Linked DNA regions of Mus musculus: regions 1, 3 and 4 are each linked to region 2. Evidence: chromatin contacts called from public promoter capture Hi-C data. All regions are on one chromosome and are shown on one strand. The core of a region is the stretch at or near the end of the contact, and the rest is flanking DNA. Distances in the headings are between cores, read along the strand shown. Region 1 holds the start of Tmub2 (transmembrane and ubiquitin-like domain containing 2). Region 2 holds the start of Nmt1 (N-myristoyltransferase 1). Region 3 holds the start of Nsf (N-ethylmaleimide sensitive fusion protein). Region 4 holds the start of Hdac5 (histone deacetylase 5).

Region 1 (2,700 bases), core at 31-2,530, 740 kb after region 2:
ACTTCCCAACGGTTCCCACTATCCTTCTTTCAATCTGTCTTGTGCTATGAAGGTTTTCCCTCTCTGCGGCTTCTGAGAAAGCATTGGAGGCTCTCTGCATATTCCTCGGAGTACCGTCTCTTTTCCTTGGAGAATCTACGTTCACAGCTGTCTCTGGGCAAATCCATCTGGTGATTATCATCATCAGACTACTCTCACAGCACCCACAAAACATCATTACACTCATAACCTGTCCATTTCTTCATTGACTCCTGGAAGATAAGAACCGAGGGTAGTTCTCTTTGTTTGAAGCTCTTAATGCAATGTCACAGTAGCTGCTCAAGGAATATTTGTAGAACACACCAACACTCTCAGAAGCGTTTCCACAGCCTTATTTACACAGATTGGCCCTGGAGTCAGGGAAGCGATTCTGGGTCACTGTCTAGCCCCTCTTCTAGCTATGCAATGTCCAGCAACGTTCTCAAAGCCTCAGCTTTCTCAACAGTAAAGTGGGGTTTAAAATGGTTACCTACCTCATAAGGTTGTTTTGAAGAAGACGTGAAATCATCGAAGCAAAAATAATTAACACTGTTCAATAAACAAATGATAGCAATTACGTCTCACTCCCATAACTAACCCCTGTTGGTCAGGTTAGTGTCAGGAACCGTGATGTACACAAAAGGAAACTGTGGCAAAGACAGATGGAAGCGGAGGACACAAGGAACTGCCGCGGGCAGGGGCCAGATAGGGGACCTGCATCTGTCTGACCAAGGCCTCGGCTTTCTCCTCAGCCTGTGGACGATCCTGACCGCACTGTGGGGAGTCGTCCCCGACCGTGCTTTTTTCTGGGGTGAAGGTTCTGCGTCTGAAAGGTCCTATTCCCTTGGCAGTGGAGTCCATCAGCACCCCCCACCCCACCCCCGAGCCGAGGAGCTTCCGGGTTTCGGTCGCAGTGCCCAAGCCCGACTCTCCGGGACAGTGATGGTTTAGGGTCAGGTGAAGAAGCGAGGGTCGGGAGGTAGGGGGGTCACAAACCATCCACACCCCTCAAACTTCGGGGCGGGGCAGAGGAGAGGGGGCGGAGCTTGAGGACGCGAGGAGTCATGGGAGATTAAAGGGGGTTTGGATGGTTACTGTGCCTCGATGGGGAAGGAAAGCCTCACCTGACAAAGCCAGGATAAATGTTTTGACTTCGCCAGGACAGTCTTTGTAGTTCTCTTTCCGTAGGGGTCAGGGGAGGGGCTGGCAACTCAGGATTCTGTCCAGGGTCCGATCTCTTCCGGCTTTTCTCGGAAGCTGTTAACATCCAGGACAGGAAGTCCCGCCTCCCCGCCTTGTACTGATGACGCAAAGCTACGTAAGGCGGACTGACGTAAACGTAATCTTTAAATAAAAGGGCCAGGTTGCGCCGCGGCAGAAGGGGAGGAGTCATTGTTGGCGGGATTTCGGACCTCCGGCAGTAAGACCACGCCCATTAGGCGTGGCCTCGGACCTCCTGGAGGTCGGAGGCGGGGCCAAAAGAGAAGAGGCGGGGGAAGGTGTTTGTGGGGGGCGTGGTTTCATGCTTAGACGATTGCCCTGGCAAGCTCTCCTGGTCCACCCGCCGCTAGGTTTCCTTCTTTCCCGCCTGGTTTTTCCTTCCGGTTTGGTTCTCTAGCTCCAGAGCTAATGAGATTCATTACTGCTTCGCCAATGCACACCAGGCTCCAAGGTTGGGAGCGGTAAAGTCTGCTATTTTTGACTTCTAAGACAGTTGTTCCTCGAGGAGATGGGCAAGAATACAAATTAAAGTCTTAAGTACTTGAAGATTTCTACCTCGTATAGCTTTAATAAATGAAGCGGGAAGGCATTTTAAAGAGATACAAATACAGTGCCCTCAGCCGGGCAGTGGTGGCACACGCATTTAATCCCAGCACTTGGGAGGCAGAGGCAGGCTGATTTCTGAGTTCGAGGCCAGCCGGGTCTACAAGTAGTGAGTTCCAGGACAGCCAGGGCTATACAGAGAAACCCTGTCTCGAAAAACAAACAAACAAACAAAAAACAAATAGAGTGCCTTCTTAAGAAAGGATTTTTTTTCTTTTACTTGTTTCTATGTGTATGCCGCGTGTGTGGGTACTTGCAGAGCCCAGAAGAGGGCATTGGATCTCCATGAGCTAGGGTTACAAGAGGTTGTAAATCGCCAGTCTTGAGTGCTGGGGAGAGAACTCAGGTCTTCTGGCAAGAAGAACAAGTGCTCTTAACCATTGAACCATCTCTCCAAGTCTATCACCCTGGATTAGTTTTTCCTTTTTTTTTTTTTTTTTTTGGTTTTGTTTGATTGTTGATTCACTATGTAGAAGAGCAAGCAGCCTTTCTCAACCTTTGAGTCTAACGACTCATTCAGAGGTCGCATATCGGATTTTATATTAGTATTCATAAGAGTAGCAAAATTACAGTTGTGAAGTAGCACCAAAAATAACTTTACAGAGAACCAGTGTAGTGGATGATCTTTCCCATCTGGGCACCACCATGAGATTAACCCAGTGTTTTGATGGTCTTGGTCACTTTAAGAAATGTATTACATTTTATTTATTGATTGAGTATATGTAGATGTGTGCACTACAGCCCAAACGTGGCGGTCAGAGGACAGCTTGTGGGACTTGATTCTCCTTCTACCCTGGGGGTCCCAGGGGTTGAACTGATGTCACCAGCCTTTGTGGCAACTGCCCCTCCCCATACCAT
Region 2 (2,700 bases), core at 142-2,641:
GTTCGAAGCCAGCCTGGTCTACAAGACAGCCAGGGCTACACAGAGAAACCCTGTCTCAAAAAACAAAACAAAACAAAACAAAAACAAAAAACAACAACAACAACAAACAACCACTCAATCACACACCCACAAGTCTCTACACAAAAATATACATATGTATACATACATACATACATACATACATATTGGGTGGGGGCGTTAGAGCAGCAGGAAAATAATATGAACTTAAATACATCATTTTTCGTGACTGGCTTACTGATGTACTGATTGGAAAAACAAAGACAAATACAAATTCTCAAATATCTGGCCCATTTCTTCTTCTCTACTAACAAAAGACTGAAATTACTTATAGTAAGACCCTGACCTACACAGTGACCTGTAACAGTACTAATCCCCATACCCGAGAGACAAGAACATCACCCCAAGTTTGGAGTCAATCTGTTCTACATTGTATGCCCCAGGCCAGCCATAGCTACACAGTAGAACCTGTCTAAAAAGGCAAAACATAACGAACAAAAAACCCCAGGGAGACCCTAAAGTACAAGACGTGCAGTAGTACCCCACAAATACCACATGTTCTCCAAGAAGCAACATCAGTTTATTGAAGCTTTGAGGCCCTTCACTAAATTAACAAAGTGAAGGTACAATGAAATTGACTCTTCACCGATTATTTGAGGCAACAGACACTGAATAAATCAAAACATCACATCACTAATAACATAGGATCATAGTGAGTTTATATTTCGGACTTGTCTGGCAGTTATATTTTACAACATAATTATATGCATGGCTTGTATAGCCTAGTGAATTTCCTCATTGAGCGTGAACTACAACGAAATGTTTTATTATTAGTTTATGGCTAGTCACGTTTCTCATACACCTTTATAAGTAACGTTCCTTCTGAACCGCAGCTTCTAGATTGCTCTGCATTGTACTACTGAAATCTACCGTTCAAAATGTTCTTTTCCCCCATCGTGCCTAAAGCAAGGGAGTGGTACACTAAACAGAACTTTTATATAATAAAAGTATTGCATGTCTCCGACCCTTAATATCTGAGCACCCATCCTGGTAAGTGACAAAGACAAAAACCAATCGCTAGGTAGGATCTCAATGGCTTAGCCAATAAGAACATGGGGGTGGGGTTAGACTAAGCTCCCGGTGACTTCCCCGCACCCCAGATACCCAGCTTGTGGGAGACCGGACAGGAATTGGGCTACGATGATCTCGTTACCTCCTGTTGTGGCTGTTGTCCTCCTCGTTCTCGCAATCGCTGCAGTGCTCATGGCCGTTTCCATTCCCTTCCATCATCAGTGGCAACGAAGGTGCCGGCAGCTTCACTGCTGTCTCACTCTCATCCGCCATCTTGGGTTGCGAGAGCCGGACTCCGCGCCCCGCTACATGGAGGGCTCCTATTGGACAGAGGAAGTACGCGCTGTATTCTGGGTTTTGTAGTTTGTGTGAAGAAATCTGCCACTAAGGGTGGCTTGTTTTCAAAAAACTGTACCGATGTGGACTACAAAACCCAGAAATCATGAAGGGACGCTGCCTTGGGAGGAGCGGGCAGCAATTCCGGAAGCCCCTAGGTTCGGCCGCCCTCTGAGACGAAGGGCGCTGTACGCCTTATAGGGTGGTCGCGGGGCACGCTGGGAGTTGCAGTTCCATGTTGAATTAGAGTTTCGCAAGTAAAGGGCTTGCAAAGTCCAAGGTTTTCAGGCCGCCCTTGGTAATCAACAGGCCACAGATGAGCCGTTATCGGCTAACGTTAAGGACCGTTACCATTCCTGGGTAAGTGAAAGACACTGAGGTTCATGGCTGCGATTCTCCAGGAGCTCAAATGCCCTTACAGAGGACTTTCCTATAGGTTTGCTCTCGGCTGCCTTCCCTACTCCAGCCTTTAGGGAGACCTGGGTCTTTGGAAATCTAAAACCGAGAGGCAGTGCATTGAGGTGTGTGGAACACTGCCCCCGAGCCAAAGACTTGATTGCTTGCAGGGGAGGCTTACCATTTCTTGGCTTCTAATTTTGCACTGCGCTCTTCTTCACATTTCCCTTTGATTCTCCTCTAGAGCCTTCCATAACAAGTCTTTTTTTTTAAGATTATGATAATTACACCATTTCCCCACTTCCCCTTTCCTTCCTCTAACCCCTCCCATATACACCCCACCTTGCTCTCAAATTCATGGCCTCTTTTTCTTTAGTTGTTGTTACATATGGGTGTGTGTGTGTTTTCCTAAATATATAAATATAGCCCGTTCAGTAAGCATAATGTTGTATGCAAATGATTTCAGGGCTGGTGTGCCTGGGAAGAACTATTTCCTCCCCCATTTTTAGCCTTCCTTAATTGCCTGTAGTTCTTAGTCTGGGGTTGAGGCCTCACGAGCTCCCCTACTCCCAACACAAGACTTTAATGAGCACTTACACGCCAGGCTCTGGCGTAAGACTTTTTGTACCTGAATTCCTATAATTTTAACAAGCTTAGAATGTGTTATGCCATTATTATTCCTTTTTCACAGATGAAAAGACTGTTCCAGAAAAGTTGGTACATTGTTTGTAGGCGGCAAAATCTGTCTATAAATCTGTATCTACCTACTCTGTGCCCTCTGTAAGGCTTCACCGTCACACCAGTCACACTGTTGGATCCAGGCAACTTCCAAGGACGAATCAGTTATAGCCAGGTAAATGCAGCATCTATCTTAGAATT
Region 3 (2,700 bases), core at 85-2,584, 930 kb before region 2:
GAGTAGAATTTCAATGCTAAGATGATATAAGAACGTAGATCCTGTACAGAATTCTTGGAAAGAGAGGTAACTCTTGAGCAAATATAATTTTTGCTTAGTTCTGAGTCCTTTCTTAGAGACACTCATTACAGTGAAGATATTGATAGTGTGAATGGTTCTGACTTACTGACTTACCAGTTACTAAAAACTGGTCCCTATCTTGACCACCCTAGCATAGGAAATACCCCTGTAGCTCCCTTTTATCCCTGTCGGTGTGTACACCCTTTTGTTTGCTGTTCCCTGGGCCTGCTGAGTGCTTCTCAGGACTGATTAGGCTGCACCCCCTACCCCTAGTATCTCCCTTTTAGAGTATTTCAAGGTCTTCAGGTTTGCTCCCAGGAAGAGGTACCCATTCCATCCCAGAGACTTTCCTCTAAGAGGGTTCCTCCAACTTTACTTTTCCTTTTAGGGAGTAATCTTATTGAATATCTCATGTATTCTCATAGATATCATGTCTTATTTTTACATGTTGCATACATTTTAAATGACATTATATATTTGTAAGGGGACCCAAGAGTACTTTAGAGAAAAGTGCTGAAGAGGACATAAGGGAACGGATATGAGGAGGCTATGTCAAACATTCCTCCTTAACCCTGAAGTCCTGCTACATGCTAAAAGTCTCACTTTCAGCCTTGGCAGGACAGGGTACACCTGTCTTGTTTCCTGTGTGAGACTTTTACTGCTGTGCTGCTTATAGAACTATCTTCTGGTATTTTGTCTTATCCAAATCATTTTAGTTTTTCTGTGGCATTGTTTTTTTTTTTTTCCTGAGGACTCAAAATAGAGTTTTGAACATGCAGAGGTGGATGGCGGAATACCAATGCACGTTAAAACAAACGAACAAACAAACACCTTAAAAAAGATAGAAGTTGTGCTTATAAATGAAAATATCGAACTATAAAGCTAGCGCATATATAATTATGATTCACTCTCAAAACAAGTGTGCCTGCAAAGAAAAGCTCGGATTCGAATAGAATCCGAATTCAGAACCAGCTTTTAGCTATTGCGCGCCCCCTCCACAGTCCCCTTTGGGGGAAAGGCCAGCAACCACGCGGGGTTTTCTCGGCGCATTCTGTTTTAAGAGGTCTGGAAGCAGAAAGCTAAAAGTCCATTAAAAGGCCACGTGGCCAGCTTTGTGAAAACCGGGTAGCAGTGAGGCGGCCAGCTTGTCTTCAGCCAAAATGGCGGTGCTCGGACTGCGCGCTCGCACGGGATGGGGAAGGGCGTCGGGGACGCGGCCGGGCGCGGGCGCGGCCTCCCGGCGGCTGCGCGCCTGCGCGAGGGCCGGCTGCCGGCGAGCACGCGCGCGGCGGAGGCGGGCTCAGCAGAGTGCGGAGCTGCAACCTGGGAGCCGGACGTGTCCGCGAAGATGGCGGGCCGGGTGAGTGGCGGCCGGGCAGCCCGGGCTCGCAGCGGATCGCCCGAGGTCGCGACTGCTGCGAGGTCCACGAGGGCTCCGGGGAAGGGGCGCGAGGCTGAGCACCCAGGAACGCTGAAGGAAGGGAGGTCAGAGCAACGCTGGAGGCGAGACAGTGTAGCTGCGGCAGGGGATTAGCTCTGCTCAGAAACTCTGTCCTCCCCGAGGGTTGTCTCTTCGTCCCCCGGGTCTCCAGTGCTTCCCTTGTCATCCCCTGGGGCTCGTTTCTCTCGTCCTTCAAGCATCTTGAGGGTAGTGGCCACTGGAGCCCCCCTCTGACGAGCGCTGTGTGCCCTCCACACTCCTCCGAGGGTTTCTGAGGTGGCACTGCCGGATAACCGCGGGGTGTAGTCTGCTGCAGTCAGGGCGAGGGTGTGGGAACCCATTTCTAGTTCTTCCTAAATGAATGTTATGAAAAGAGGAGGGGAGGTCTGCAAATTACTTTTACGGCTAACCTTAGACCATCTCCTGGGGAGAAACATATCAGCTGTGAAGCAGCAATGTCTTTCGTGCAGATGGACTTGGGGTGTCACGTTTTGTTTTTCTAAATGACAGTCGATTCGAATGCAGCAGGCTGTGTTGTAGTCTCAGGGATTTACATTTTACTTCCCCATTAAGCTCGTAGGACGGCGGGGTAGGATTGGGGTTGGCGAGGAGAGATGGGGCCAGGTCACTGCTGTTATTGCAGTAGGCATCAGAGCTAATATCGCTGATGGATGGATCCTGCCCAGAGATTGCCCTGTTCGAAACCTGGGGACATTAACTGCGTCATTACAGACTAACGTTGTGCTTGACTGATTCACTTACACCTGAATATTTGAATAAGTTTGCATACATGTATGCATATATGTAAATGTCCTGTCTAAAGAGAATTGTAGGTCATGAGATTCTAAAGTCCCAAAGAGACGGTAGAGGTCATCAGACTAGCTCCATCTTTTTCTCTTCCTTTTTTCATAATCCCCCTTTTATCTCAAGCTGACCCTTTTAACTATTTCAGGGTCTGTTTTTGCCTCCTCAGGAGCCCCTCTCCTGAATCATCAGCCCTTCTGGAATGCACTGGTCTCTTAAACCCTCCCTCTGCCCCCACAGACTTTTCCTCTAACCATTTTTTTTCCCCCAGTGGCAAAGTCTGGTGATTTTCTGTGTGTGTTGACTCTCATTTGCCTACCACCTGCTACCTCCTGGGCCCACCACAGTCGGACTGAAATGCATCCCTAAAATTCATGCCCATTTCCCAATCCTTG
Region 4 (2,700 bases), core at 181-2,680, 800 kb after region 2:
AGAAGAGGAGGGAGGAGGAGGAGGAAGAAGGAGAGGAGAAGAAGAAAAGAAGGAAGAAGGAGAAGGAGAAGAAAAGAAAAAAGAAAGAAAACGTTTGGTTTATATAACCTAGATTTTTCAGGCATACAGAGTCAGACTCATGAACGTTTGTATAAAGTATTGGAACTAATGGATATTTTGTTTTGTTTGTTTGTTTGTTTTTTCCAGACAGGGTTTCTCAGTATGGCTGTCCTGGAACTCACTCTGTAGACCAGGCTGGTCTTAAACTCAGAGATCTGCCTGCCTCTGCCTCCCAAGTGCTGGGATTAAAGCCGTATGTCAAGGCAATAAACAAAGTCTAAGAGCTTGTCAGGATGACCAAGATACCTGAGCCTACTTCCCTGTCCTAGCCCAAAATCACATTCTTGCCTGAAATCTACTTCTTTGTTCCACCCTAAAATTAGATTCCTACCTGAACTTACTCCCTTGTCATGGCCCAATGTCAGATTCCTGCCTGAATCTCATTTTCTTGTCCTTGACCAATGTCAGATTCCTGTCAAACGCCCCAAAAGCCGCTTTTACACCCCCCACATATGTATAATTTTGAGCATCTGTATGATAACTTACTAAATAGATGTCTCCTAGTTTATTTGCAGATACCTACCTGATGGATATTTATTTAGGTTGTTTCTGACATCTCATATAACAAACAATCTCTTCCTATACTCATTTTGGAGCACAATATTTTCTTAGAATACATTTTTTGCTAGGAAAATTGCTAGGTCATTGACAAAACAATGTAGGTTTAATGATACAGTCATGTTCAGTTCCACTGACGTGGTAGTAGTATGTGTGGTATCAAAGTTGGGGACCAGCGGACTTTTAGGTTCTTGGTCTGTTCCTTTGAAGGCCAGGGACAGTTACAACCTATGCTGGCTTTCTCCAAGGAGTTTCTTTTAACAAGATGCAGCGCTGTGCCATATTAGCACGGTGGGTTAGAGACTTGTCCAAGCTAATCTTTCAGCTTTGACGCGCCTGCAGGGGCTTCCACTTCCAAGGCAGCCCCTAGGATTCCACCCCCCTCTACCCTCCCCCTAACGAGGGAAGGGCGTGTTAGGGAACAGCTCAGGCGGGCAAAGATTGCACCATCCGCCGTTTGAAAAGGAAGTCGAAAAAGCACAGAGAACAAAATCGTAAATCCCACACATCCAGCCCCTGCAGCAGCCGGGGTCCGGGTTCTACTCAGTTCATTACTTGGCGAAGAGATCGGGATCCCTTCTCTGCCACCTCCACCCCAGCCTAACCTTGGGCTGGGCATTGGCCCTTTAAGAAGCTGTCACGGTGGCGCTATTGGTCCCGCCCATCTGAGGGGAGGGCCGAATGGGAGGGGAGGGTTCTCGGTTGAAGCCCGAAAAAGGGGGGGTCTGAGCCTATTTTTAGCTCGGGGTCGGGTCACGTGACGAGAGTGACGTCTCCGAATGTTGTTGTTGGTGGCGGCGGCGAGCGGAGCCGGAGGAGCCGCCGCAAAGATGGAGGAGCCGTCGAGGAGGCGCTGCCGCTGCTGTTGCCGCCGCTGCTGCCGCCGCCGCCCGCGAAGCCGGAGCTCGAGCCGCAGCGGGTGAGCGCGCCGCACCCGCCAGGACCCCACCTCCCACGGCCCCGGGACGCCCCGCAGCGTCCCGTCCTCCCGCCGTCGCTGCCCGCGGGCTCCCCGCGACCCTGTCCTTCCTCCCGGCGCGCGCGCCGAGCCAGCCCGCACCCCCAGGGAGCGTCGCTGGGCCCGGGGAGTGTCGCCTTTGGCTCGCCGCGCGCGCCCCTCCTCATCCCTCCCTTGCAGGGCTCCTTCTCTGCAGGTAAGGGAGGGGCCGATTTTCCCGCACCCCGCACCCCGCGCCCCCAAATGTCCCGCAGACCGGCCGGGGATGTCTGATTTGTCTCCTCCCCGGCGGCTCATAATCCGTTGCAACTGCGATTTGAGCCTTGCAACCCGCATTCTGGGCAGACCCTCTCTTCACTAGACACCCCTTTCTTGTTACTCTGAGGTGAGGGGCGCAGCCCACCCACAGTGCTTCTCCAAGTGGCGAAGAACATACCCTTGATTTTATGTCCTTGACGTCCCTGCAGGTGGAAGAGGACTGCGGGGCCCATCTTACTTGTCTGTGCTATTCACCCCCTCGCCTGTGAGGCGTTACTGCGTTTATTACCACCCTCTTCTGTCTGACACCCTGGAGCTCGGGAAAGAGCTGGGAGATGAATTGGTGATCTTTCTTGGCTAGGGCAGATCTCCCCACCCCACTCCCGCGCCCAGTTTTCATCTTGGGTTTGTTTCTCATGGGGCAGAGGTTCTAATAGTGCCTTGTTAACTTGGGGGAGTCGGCTTCCCCCCTCCCCACCCATCCCTGGGGCCCTCAGGAAGATGAGAACTGGCTGGACGATAAGTAATTAATCTAAGAGCTGGGGGGGGGCGCGGGGAGTGTGTTTCATTTCGGGGAGAAGGTGACCACTTCATGTCCCTGCGTTTGGCCTTCTGAGATGAGCTTTGTCCCTGAAGAGGAAGGATAGCAGCTGCAGTTGCTTTTGGGGTGTGTGTGGTGTGTGTGTGTGTAGTGTGTGTAGTGTGTGTGTGTACCCATCACTCTGGTAGTGACCACTATGCTTCTGGGTCCTGGAATTAGCTTTGGATCTTGGGAATGGGAATGGAGAGAGGGGTTTAGGGATCAG

The links. Promoter capture Hi-C pulls out the DNA fragments that hold promoters and counts their contacts.
Region 1: a promoter capture Hi-C map of liver shows a contact between it and region 2, with 4 times the contacts expected there. The contact joins the promoter of Tmub2 here to the promoter of Nmt1 in region 2. A contact is called at or near these places in 2 of 39 promoter capture datasets (liver and pre-B cells), 1 of 115 datasets of contacts at active chromatin or transcription factors (memory CD8 T cells) and 1 of 9 other capture datasets (pancreatic islet).
Region 3: a promoter capture Hi-C map of pre-B cells shows a contact between it and region 2, with 2.9 times the contacts expected there. The contact joins the promoter of Nsf here to the promoter of Nmt1 in region 2. A contact is called at or near these places in 4 of 39 promoter capture datasets (hippocampal neurons, liver and pre-B cells), 2 of 484 Hi-C or Micro-C datasets (CD4 T cells and pre-B cells) and 1 of 9 other capture datasets (adipose tissue).
Region 4: a promoter capture Hi-C map of neutrophils shows a contact between it and region 2, with 2.3 times the contacts expected there. The contact joins the promoter of Hdac5 here to the promoter of Nmt1 in region 2. A contact is called at or near these places in 4 of 39 promoter capture datasets (cranial neural crest, embryonic stem cells, erythroid cells and 1 more) and 1 of 115 datasets of contacts at active chromatin or transcription factors (memory CD8 T cells).

The regions. Positions count from the first base shown.
Region 1 is chr11:102,283,531-102,286,230 of GRCm38.p6, reverse strand. Tmub2 (transmembrane and ubiquitin-like domain containing 2) reads right to left here and starts at 1,280. Exons shown (of 4, transcript NM_028076.4): 1 at 1,143-1,280; 2 at 513-567. The coding sequence starts at 547.
Region 2 is chr11:103,027,234-103,029,933 of GRCm38.p6, reverse strand. It overlaps Nmt1 (N-myristoyltransferase 1), which reads right to left and starts at 1,391. Exons shown (of 12, transcript NM_008707.4): 1 at 1,232-1,391. The coding sequence starts at 1,362. It also overlaps a transcript of Dcakd not described here.
Region 3 is chr11:103,952,690-103,955,389 of GRCm38.p6, reverse strand. It overlaps Nsf (N-ethylmaleimide sensitive fusion protein), which reads left to right and starts at 1,334. Exons shown (of 21, transcript NM_008740.4): 1 at 1,334-1,420. The coding sequence starts at 1,409.
Region 4 is chr11:102,228,902-102,231,601 of GRCm38.p6, reverse strand. It overlaps Hdac5 (histone deacetylase 5), which reads left to right and starts at 1,430. Exons shown (of 27, transcript NM_010412.3): 1 at 1,430-1,597. Mir8101 (microRNA 8101) reads left to right here and starts at 1,452; the gene lies at 1,452-1,562.